Regions from separate parts of the Zea mays genome. Here regions 1 and 3 are each linked to region 2. The links are chromatin contacts, called in public Hi-C maps. All regions are on one chromosome and are shown on one strand. Each heading gives the region's core, a stretch centred on a gene start, on an enhancer-like site or on the middle of the called end of the contact. The rest is flanking DNA. Distances are from core to core; before and after follow the strand shown. Region 1 holds the start of LOC732723 (retinoblastoma-related 3). Region 2 holds the start of LOC100383138 (putative ARF GTPase activating domain protein with ankyrin repeat-containing protein). Region 3 holds the start of LOC103645185 (exocyst complex component EXO70B1).

Evidence for each region. Hi-C and Micro-C count contacts between places; a contact is called where the count stands out from the background.
Region 1: a Hi-C map of bundle sheath shows a contact between it and region 2, with 2.8 times the contacts expected there. The contact joins the promoter of LOC732723 here to the promoter of LOC100383138 in region 2. A contact is called at or near these places in 2 of 25 Hi-C or Micro-C datasets (bundle sheath and tassel).
Region 3: a Hi-C map of leaf shows a contact between it and region 2, with 8 times the contacts expected there. The contact joins the promoter of LOC103645185 here to the promoter of LOC100383138 in region 2. A contact is called at or near these places in 3 of 25 Hi-C or Micro-C datasets (bundle sheath, leaf and tassel).

The regions. Positions count from the first base shown.
Region 1 is chr1:200,451,335-200,455,088 of Zm-B73-REFERENCE-NAM-5.0, forward strand. It overlaps LOC732723 (retinoblastoma-related 3), which reads right to left and starts at 2,033. Exons shown (of 19, transcript NM_001112352.1): 1 at 1,538-2,033; 2 at 1,325-1,445; 3 at 522-626; 4 at 282-409; 5 at 97-193. The coding sequence starts at 1,429.
Region 2 is chr1:200,096,136-200,100,113 of Zm-B73-REFERENCE-NAM-5.0, forward strand. It overlaps LOC100383138 (putative ARF GTPase activating domain protein with ankyrin repeat-containing protein), which reads right to left and starts at 1,641. Exons shown (of 19, transcript NM_001175804.1): 1 at 1,269-1,641. The coding sequence starts at 1,313.
Region 3 is chr1:200,511,897-200,515,460 of Zm-B73-REFERENCE-NAM-5.0, forward strand. LOC103645185 (exocyst complex component EXO70B1) reads left to right here and starts at 2,012. Exons shown (of 3, transcript XM_008668290.2): 1 at 2,012-2,523; 2 at 2,610-3,251; 3 at 3,498-3,564. The coding sequence starts at 2,348.

The DNA.
Region 1 (3,754 bases), core at 783-3,282, 360 kb after region 2:
AAAACACGGAAATGCATTAGGATAGAAAGTTAAAACATGTTCAATTCTAAAATGGGTTCTAAAACAGGGGAGCACACTAATTACATAATACTATACCTCAAGCCTTTTTTCCCAATCTGAACCATATAGGCCAGTCAAAATGTGTGCAACCTTTATGCAGAACTGTGGCATCTCCTTGAAAAAATCCACAATGCTACATAGAATCAACAAAACGAATGCAGGGATTAGCCTAAGTGACAAGTGACTGTTCCTCAACCAATCAAGCCCAGCACGACTCTTACTTCAGCTTAGATGCCCTCAGAATCTGGCAAAGTGAGACACTGCCATCTTCCTTCGACCTCCCCGCTTTACTGAGCCTTGACACACAGTACAGAACACAGGCAGACCAGAACCTCTCGATCTCCTCGGGCTACACATAAATCCAATAGGTAGCAGGCATGAGTTTTAGCAGTACATCATGGTCCTGGAATTGGATGGAAGAAATATTAACTATGCCAGAGGCAAAGAAAATGCAATCTTACCGATCCGCCGCCCAAGGAAGACATGCTGGACTTGAGAATGTTATTGGTCTCCTTCAAGAGCTGCATTGCCTGCCTCGTCGTGCTCTCGTCCAGTCCCAGCTTGGCCTGCTCGCCACAAACAAAAGAGCAAATAAAAAATCAGGGTATACGAGAATCAGTCACAACTCACAAGTGAACAGCAGGGGTAAAATGGAACGTCACATGATCATGCATATAGATTTCTCCTAAAAATAGGACAAGTACGAGTAGTAAATAAACTCACAGGTACAAAACCAGTGAATCACTAATAATAATGATAAGACATACGAAGGACAGTGTGACTTCAAACAGAAAGTGTATAAATCAAAAGGAACCATCAAAAGTCGCTCCATTTATTATTCGTTTTTGAAAGGGCCAGCCACAAATAATAAAATTTATCCCCAGCAGACCACACAAAGAGTTTGCAGCAGACGGTGGAAAACATAGATTTCCACACAGCGCACGGAAACCGAAGAAATGGATCAGAATGGTTCATCTTCGAAAACAAATTCGAAGGAGTCAAGGGCGACAAAATCGGTTGGGATAACCTAAATAAACGAAAGAGGAGCGCCAGATCTAGCACAAATTAATTTCCAAACAAGAAAAACCGCCTAAACCTTCAGCCTCCCATGTTTTTCCCCACTGAGCAAACACACGCGAAGCAGCTGGAAGACATCGCCAGTGAGAAAAGGACACGCCTTGCGCAGAGAAAAACAAAAATCCAGCACCCAACGAAAGGTCAGAAACGGAGCGGCGCAAACGCCGGGGCATGTGAGAACCCGTACCTTGCACAGATCGGCGAACCTCTCCTCTATGGAGGCCGCGGCGACGGAGGCCCTAACCGTGACCCCAGACCCCGAGCTCGTGGACGGCTTGGCGAACCCCTCCATGTCCCTCCTCCTGGTTCTGTTTGAATTAAAAATTTGGAATGTGGTTTCTCTAATCTCAGGTTGTCACCACGTGCCCACCAGATGCACACGCTTCACAAAATCACAAACCTCGGTCCAATCAGGCCAAGACGGCCAGAGGGGGCGAGCCGCACTGGCGCCGCCGCCCGCAGGGGGCAGGCCGCAGATGCTCTGCCGCGGACGCACTGTCCGAAGACTCAGGCCGGGGGCGGTGATCCGGCGCACAAGCAGCGGCAAGAGGAGCTATGGAGGGTGGAGCTGTGTCTGTCCGTGCGACGCAAGAGCTGGAGCGGACGAGCGGTGCCTGTGCGTGGCAGCGTGTGTGCGGAGACAGGCGTGGGCGCGTGGATGCGTCAGGCATAGGGCGGCTGAAAACCTAGAAAATTTATGTATTCCTACTGTCCCGCCCCTGCCTCCTTCCAAACACTCCGCCAATCCAGGCCTCGAAACCACCCCCGTGACCGGACCAGGCACTCCGGCGACCGGAGGGAAGGCGGAGGAGGAGCTCTGCTAGGGTTTCGGCGGAGGACGAGGGACGGGAAACAGCGGAGACGAACGATGGACGGGAATCTGAGGCGGATGTTGGGATGCGCGCCAAAAAATAATTTCGGGGCCGAGCGGCGCGCGCGGACTTTTTATATCTGCGGGGTCGCTTGCGCGGCAAAACGGAGCCCGCCTGTCTCGCTGCGCGGTGGGCCCGGTCCTGGCAGGCGGGAGAGGGGAAAGTGGCGCTACGTCGGTTGGTTTTGGCGGGAGAGGGTGGAGATGGCGGGAGTTTTTGGTGGGAACTGGGAAGGGATGGGTGGGGAACCGGGCCCGGGCCCGTGTGGGTGTGGCCCATGTGACTGGTCGGGTTGGGTCGGCATGTCGGCGTGTGGGAAGCGACCACACGTGCGCCGCGCGGCTGCGGCGGGCGGGGCCACCCGAACCGGGGTAGAAGCGTCCGAGGGAAATAATTGATTGACTAGATGAGTGCTCGTGCGTTGCAACGGGAATATCTAATAATATGATAACTTATGTATAAATGTGTGTTATACTGTTATGAGAAAATGTTTCGGAATCCATTGTGATCCACATGGCGCGCCAGCAGCCGGAGCGAGTGCCGCCGCAGCGGCATCCTGTCGGTTGCGGAGGTGATTGGAAGCGCGACGGGGTTTGCGGGAGCCCGCCCCTGAGCGGCGGTGAAAGGGAATTAGGCTTACACCTAAGTCCTAAATAATTTTGGTGGTTGAATTGCCCAACACAAATCTTTGGACTAACTAGTTTGCCCAAGTGTATAGATTATACAGGTGTAAAAGGTTCATACTCAGCCAATAAAAAGACCAAGTTTTTGATTCAACAAAGGAGCAAAGGGGCAACCGAAGGCACCCCTGGTCTGGCGCACCGGACTGTCCGGTGTGCCACCGGACAGTGAACAGTACCTGTCCGGTGCACCAGGGGACTCAGACTCAAACTCGCCACCTTCGGGAATTTCCTGAGGCGACTCGGCTATAATTCACCGGACTGTCCAGTGTACACCGGACAGTGTCCGGTGCGCCAAGGGAGGTCGGCCTCAGGAACTCGCCAGCTTCGGGAAACGCCAACGGCTAGCCCGCTAAAATTCACCGGACTGTCTGGTGTGCACCGGACTGTCCGGTGCGCCTCCGAAGCAACGGTCATCTCCGCGCCAACGGCTCTCTGCCGCGCATTTAATGCGCCCTCTGCGCGCGCAGAAGTCAGAATCGCCCATGCTGGCACACCGGACATCAAACAGTACCTGTCCGGTGTGCACCGGACACCCAGGCGGGCCCACAAGTCAGAAGCTCCAACGGTCAGAATCCAACGGCAGTGATGACGTGGCAGGGGGCACCGGACTGTCCGGTGTGCACCGGACTGTCCGGTGCGCCATCGAACAGACAGCTCCACCAACGGCCACATTTGGTGGTTGGGGCTATAAATACCCCAACCACCCCACCATTCATTGCATCCAAGTTTTCCACTTCTCAACTACTACAAGAGCTCTAGCATTCAATTCTAGACACACTAAAGAGATCAAATCCTCTCCAATTCCACACAAAGCCCTAGTGACTAGTGAGAGTGATTTGTCGTGTTCATTTGAGCTCTTGCGCTTGGATTGCTTCTTTTCTTTCTCACTTGTTCTTGAGATCACAACTCCATTGTAATTAAGGCAAGAGGCACCAATTGTGTGGTGGCCCTTGCGGGGAAGTTTTGTTCCCGGCTTTGATTTGAGAAGAGAAGCTCACTCGGTCCGAGGGACCGTTTGAGAGAGGGAAGGGTTGAAAGAGACCCGGCCTTTGTGGCCTCCTC
Region 2 (3,978 bases), core at 391-2,890:
GTTTCTTCCACATTGATAAGTAAAGCTTGAATGTAAAACATACAAATCCTGCAAAGGCCTTCTAAATTGGACAGTTCATAAAATATCTACTTGAAGGAGCATTTTTTACACTGTTCAACCGAAAATTTCAGAAGTGCTGTGCAAGTTCATTAACGCACTCAAAAAAAACTACTGGGAGCGTTCTCATTTCATTTTAAAGCCGTCAAAACAAACAATGGGGAATATATGAAGCAAGGCTTGCCTACTTTTATGAAATGAAAAGAGAAGAGACCAAATTATTTAGGGAAAATAATGCAGGAACAGAAAACAGAAGATTCACCGACAAAACCATTGTGTTAGTTCCATGATTACTGAAAAGCTAAAATAATTGAGAAGTAAGCATGAACTTGGACTGAAACGGATAAACCAGCTGACCTACACCATAACTTATTCCAAGAAGCACATCTGCTTTAGTGAGAAATTGAAACCCAACTGCAGAAAATAAATTAAACTGCTTCAAACCTCATTCTTTTAATTGGTAAGTAGAATTCACATTGTGCGTCAAGTTAGTGTCAGTGTACGACAAAAGATATGCAGCAGACAGAGATGTGCCTACAGCCGCAGCACTATGCAGCATTAGTTCGTGATGCCCGTTCATAGAATGGGGAAAAAAGGCCAGCTTTGAAAATAAACCAAGCTAATTCCGGACCACTCGTTGTGGTGCCATGGGAAAAAGTCGCAAAAATAACGCCAAAGAAGAAACCAACCTGACTAATTGACAATTCAACAACATGGCCGTACGATGCAGACGCACATCACACATGCGCGCGCGCGCACGGTAAAAACTAGTACAGTAGATGCGACGATAGAGAGAGGTCGTAATAAAACACATGCCGATCCACGGGAGGGCAAAATCACGGCCACGGGGGAGGAATTACGCTTTCCACGTGCATTCACAAACCAAACGAGCAAACAAACGAGGAGATTCCGGGCACGCGCCGCGCATCAGCCGTGCAGAGAGGAGAAGCAGCGGCGTCGAGTCAGCGACGTTCCCCTTCCCGCAGCCCACCACGGGCCATGTGCAACACCGCCGCCAAGGAGGTAAAAAAAAATGGGGGCGGAGACACGCGCGCACGCATCAAACCTGCCCAGCTGGCCGGTACCCAGCGCGGCAGAATCCAGGAACCCGTACGAACGAATCCAGGCAAAAGGTGGCACGCGCCCACGCACGCGCGGGGACGCTAGGGGCGGAGATCCGCCGGGATCACGTACGACGGTGCGGCTCTCACCTGCGTCCGGAACATGGGCGAGTCATCGAGTTTGGCGAAATACATGGCTGCCGCCGCCGCCGCTAACACAGTCACCGCCGCCGCCGCCTCCTACCAGCCCATCCGCGGGCACGCTGCGGCGCTCTCTGGCCGCCGGCTGTGGCTTCCTCCGTCCGACCGACCGACCGCCAGCTGCGGGGAGGGGAGGACGACGGGAGGGAGAAGGTGCGGTGGCAGCGGGATCGTCGCGGCAGGGCGGGGAAGGGAATGGCGGCGATCTGGGCGCGCGGGGGGCGGGGGAATTGGTCGGGTGGCTCGGCGAGAAGCGAGGCGAGCGAGGAGGGGAGCGAAAGGGGGAGGGAAGGGAAGGAGAGGAGTGGAGCCTGGTGCGAGGTGGTGGAAATGCGCAAGAGGAGGGAGGGATGGATGGAAAACGCTGCATTGAGTCCCACTCTCTCTCTCTCTTAGTTCGGAGAGGGAAGACTGGTAGTAACTAACTGGCGAGTCCAAATTATAACGATTATTTACGGTGGGGCCGGGACGCAGACACTGCTAGAATCCAGCGAGATTGTTTTTTCTGCAAGGAGCCGGCAGAAAATGCGGAATTTTATTTTTTTTAAAACAAAAACAATTGAAACGCGCATGTTTAATTCCGTCGTCAGAAATGATGCCCTAATGATGGCGTTCTGTCGCCGTTAACTAAAGCGCGGTGGACCAGGAGTCAGTGGCAGCCTGACAAATGGACCGGTTGGTGATCTGCCAATTTCGTCGCTGCGTTTTGACGACTGCTGTTTTCAGAACAGAACAAGAAAGTGAGTGCGTCACTGTCGCGTCGACTGGGCGCTGGGCCGGCCCCGGACGAACCCGCACCACCGTGCACTGTGCGGTATATGTCTTGTTGGATGACTAAACTCTACTCGCCACTCGACAAGCTAAAAAGAGGCTCGGCTCAACTGGCTCTCGGTTGACTCAGTTTAAACTGAGCTACACCTTAAGGCTGAGTCCAGTGCACAGCCTCCCTCTCGCCCCTGCCACATCAGCTCTCGCCTTCACTCTCGCCCCTGCTGCTCCAGTGCACAGGCTGCAGCAGGCTACAGCCTCAGGCTATAGCCACATCAGCTTTTCTATTTCAGAATTAAGTAATTCACGCGGATTTATTTTAACGCTTAGAAATCACACAACATAATACTTTTTATTGAATTAAAAACTACAAAGTGCATAATAATTTATAGATGAAATTTGTGATTTTTTTGTATTTTTTTCAAATTTTTTGGAGTCCAAACGGTAAAAAACGGTTATCACACGTGGCGCTGATGTGGCCAGCAGAACCAATCGGAAGCCGCCACCTCGCTCTCGCCCCACACTCTCGCCCGCACGCCGCCCGCGCCAGTGCGTAGCCCGCCTCACCGCCTGCCTCTCGCCCGTCTCTCGCCCGGGCGCGCGCTCCAGCGCGGGCGAGAGCGAGGCGGTTTCGCCTGCTCTCGCCGAGCGCGAGCGGCGTCGCCCGGAAACGCTCTCTCACCTGGCTCTCGCCTTCGGTCGGGCGAGAGGAGCGCCGTGCCGCCCGTCTTGCAGCCTGCGTTGGCACCAGCCTAATAAGTACTTCCTCCAGTTCTAGTATACAAGACGTAACCCTTCTGCTTTAAAAAACAAGAAATATATTTAGTTCTCTCTATATCACTGCATCGATATAGGTATACATAAAGAAAACACGTCTTATATTATGGGACAAGAATAAAAAGTGGTTACGTCTTATATTATAAGACGGAGAGAGTAATATTGTATTGTACGGTAACCTAATAGTATATAAATATAAGATACATAGTCATCATTCAATATTATCAATAATCTAAATTTTAAATTGACATATATCCATCATCAAAGACTAAGATTAAGGAACAAGTCTGATATTTATAAAATTATTTAATATCTATTATTATTTTATAGGTTGATTAATTTAGCATAGCTCGTGAACCAACTCGGCTCGTTACACAACGAGCTCAAAAACTCTCGAAAACTTGGCTCGACTCGGCTCGATTTTTTTCAGCCCTAACCACAGCTACAGGCTACAGCTAGGTCTCATCTTCGTCGTGTTTTTTAACAACTGTGCGCATGATGTCCGTGAAGCCTTGTTCCCGCCTAGGGATGGCAACGGATCGGATTCGAATCGGATATTGCAAATATCCGTCTGCAACCATATCCACGGTTGTAACCAATATCTGCTCGTGTCCGTACCCGCGGGTAGAAATTTATATCCATGCCCATGCCCATCGGATTTCGGACAGGTTTCGGATATCCATCGGATATGACAGACACAATCATTTATTCAACAATTCAATAGCATAATTAGTCAAATTTCTTCTCAATTCGTCATCATACACAATTAAAAATTAATAAAAGAATTATTATGGGCATGTGGGCCTCAGTTAGGAACACTAGAGCTTGGAAGGGTCAGCTGTCTGTGTTGATATGGTCTATGAGACTTGGAAAGGGCCATGGGGCACAGCGCAGGAAGCCAGCAAGGCTATAAGGGGCAGCCAACAGTGAGAAATTGGGAGCGTTAGGTGTGGGGTTTATGGTGTTAGGATTTGTTCTTTGATATGTAATATGGGCTAGGCCAAAAATACATTATGGGTCGGTTTCGAATATCCAACGGATAACCCGCGGGTATAAAGTAATATCCTAATTCGTGCCCACCTGACTTCGGGTCGGATTCGAGTTTGACCCACGG
Region 3 (3,564 bases), core at 762-3,261, 420 kb after region 2:
AACCAACGACAAGGATTGAACTGACGAAGAGGTATTTTCATCGTGCGGTTACTGCCGCACAACGACCATCCAACGACCGTGTCGTTGCCTTCTTCCACCCGATGAACGCAAACGGCGGTGCAGAGCCCACCGTGACGGCGCCATTGCCGACACATGCAAACTGACATCCCCTTGGGTCCCAACTCCGAAACAAATGGTCATATTCGAAGCTAAGACGACGTCGGGACAGAGGATAGGTTCTTACCGTATTTTCGAGTCTTGGCGTCGAGCACAGCAGCACCACGGCAGAGTATTAAACTATGGTGAGAAATCACGGCAACCCAGAGTATTAAACTATGGTGAGAAATCACGGCAACCCGAGGCTTCCACCGCGCACGCTACAGTTCTACCAACTCCCCGCTTTGGCTAGCTAGCTTCTAATTGAGATCCCGACCAGGGAGGGGGTACGACCACAGCGCCAGCATATATACTCAGGCATACACGGAAACGGATCACAACAACCCCAACTAGCGGCAGATACGAGCGTATATGGTAACAACCCATGGCTGTTGCAACGAACATAGCTAGAATCTGGGAAAGGATACATGCAAGAAGCAAGATGCATGTCGATCCTGAGCAGGGGCCACATGGCGAGTGATTATGTGTGTAGAAGCCGATCGATTGTCCCAACTGATGCTTGGTTTTATTTCTTCTAATCTATTTCTATTATCTCATGTTTCTTCCACGTTTCAACATGGTTCAAATTCTAGTTTTTCTTTTTCTTGAATTTAATTTAATTGCAGCATAAAAAACAGCATGAATTCAAGATTAAAGTTCATATGCAAAAGTACAATAAAATTCCAGCATGCAAATTCAAGTTTATTTTATATATATTGATTATTCATTTAAGTGAATGCTCAACATACACAATATATACATTATTTGTTTTAACAGTTCATCCAAACGTTAGTATTCATTTTTTTTGTTTGTATTTTCCTCAATATCCAATACTTTCACCTTTTTTTAATATGTATAATAATTTAATTAAAAGTACAATTAGTTAGTTTATTTCTATATAATTAGGTTTTAAACTAAATTCTAGTCTTTGCTAGAACACATTTATTCTAGGGAATGCAACTTTAGTGGTAAACAAATCTTTAAACTAATTCAAAATTTTGTGGAGTATTTTACCAAAAGCTTATCATAGGATTTTCCAGTGTTACATATATGGACCGAAACAAGCTCCTCGTGTGTGGTGTGACAAGTTGAGTAGGAAACTTTGTGATGTCGTTCTAAAGGATCAAAGGTGTACATCTCTTTATTTCACTATCATAAGGATGTTAGATTTATGTTTATTCTAGTATAATATAATTATAACAATATCAATCAAAAAGTTGTCATGTATTATTGCAGGATCTTGATCAAGATTTTCTCATTGAAGGATCTAGAGAATAATCACTACTTCATATGAATAGAAGTAAACAAGAGGATGCCATGGTATTATTGCATGATATTTATCGAGACTTCTCATTGAAGGTTTGGAGAATGTTCACTACTTAGGAATAGAGGTAAAAAAGAGGCATGATAATTTAAATTTGACACAAGCTAAATACGCAGCATATCTCCTTGGCATGGCATAATGTAAAGTTGTAAACCTATAGGCACACCATTATGCACTAGTGAAAAATTATCCCTTCATGAAAGAAACGTTGCTAGAACCAAAAGATGCAACACAATATATAGGAGTATTATGGGTTTGACTAGACCGAATATTATATTCCTGGTTAACAAGTCATATCAATATTTGCATGCTCCTACTATAGTGCATTGGGAAGTATTAAAGTGAATATGAATCTTATACCAATCTCGTTGTGGAGATCTATACAGATATAAACCCACCGTGTCATCCCTAACAGCTATGACAGAGAGGGACAAATTAAGGTCACTATCTAATTTATTTTATTTTATTCGTTTGCTAAAGTTTTTGGTTTAGCAAGTAAACTATACAGATGTCGTATGAGTTGTTGCTATCGTTGCGCGATAAACTGTGGTTGTGTCCCTAGAGTCCAGCTTCCTCGATCGGCATCAACTCTGACGGCATTCAAACCTGCCACAACGCGCAATGACACGGGGACCGCGCAGATCGGTAGGCTAGTGAGAGAGAGAGAGGAACCTTCTTCCAGTTCGTGCAAGTGACAAGGACAGCGGCAACAAGGCGTCGCCGGCCGGAGCCTCTCGCCCGGAAGCTAGGTTGACCGACGGCCGTAGGCAACAGCGCGCGCCGTGGCAGGCGGCCGCCGTCCGCACGCGCCAATTAAGCCACACCGTTGACTCGCATCGCGGTCGCAAGGGACAAGAAGTGATCACGATGACGAGTAGCTTCGCTCTCCCGGGGCCGCCGGCGGGGGACGCTCGCGTTCGCGGCGAGTGGCTCGCCGCGGCTTCCGCCTTCGGCGGCTACCTGGAACTGGAAGGTCGCGTGCATGGAGGCCAGCCTTCCGGCGCGGTCTTCACGGACTCCGCGATGCCATTGCTACTCAGCAGGTATTGAAACCGTCGAGCAGTTTGACCAACGACTAATTCTGGCTTCCTGCCCTGCCAATGTGACTGTGTCTGTGTTTGAATTGAAGCAAGGGGGCGCCGAGTTCTCTCCTCGGCGACATAGAGGCGTATCTGAACCCCATCTCCGGCGAGCTACTCGCGGACCCCGCGCTACGGCTCACCAGATACCTGGCCGCTGCGAAGTTGTCGCTGGTGCTTCAGCGGCAGCAGGCCCTTGGCACTGGCAGTGGCACGGCATCCGGCGACACGCACGAGCATGAAAAACGTCCGAAAAAATTGCTCGACCAGGCCATGTCTTCCCTCGCGATGGAGTTCTGCCACCTCCGGATCTGGAGGCTCGACGCCGACGTGCTGCGGGGCCATCCGCATCGTCGCCTGGGTATCTCGCCCGCGTCCATCTGGGAGTCCGTCGTCAGGGGCGGCTGCCGCGGCGGTTCCAGGTCTGCTGCTGATTCGGTGGCCTCATGGCCGAGCTCCTCCTCTACCTCCTTCGGCGGCACTAGTGGCACTGGCAGCTCAAGCGGGTTCCTCTCGGCTCTGTGCGAGGACATGTCGGTCCGAAGTGACAAGGCATTCGGACGCATGGATCTTATCGACAGGAAGGTGCTGTCCACCATCAATGACATTGCGGGCCTCATGATCCAAGGTGGATACGAATACGAAGATATGCTCCGACGGGCCATCGATCGACACTCTGCTCAGCTTGCCAGGTAAGTGGGATATACAAAAAGCCATCATCTATGAAGTCGTATCTCATCAAGATATACAAAAAGTTTGATTTTGTCATTTCTCTACCCGAGTTGATTCGAATAATTCATAACGTAGTTCAAGATATACAAGTTTGGTGATTTCGCACTCCATGTGGGATCATCGACAAAGATCGAGAACCAAACTTGTACTTCATACTAGATGATATAGACATAGTAAAAACCTATACTAACGCATGTGCGCGACAGTTACCTCGAAATCCTCGACATGGACAACATTCTGGGCGGCCACAAGGAAGAGCCCAAGGAAACTGTG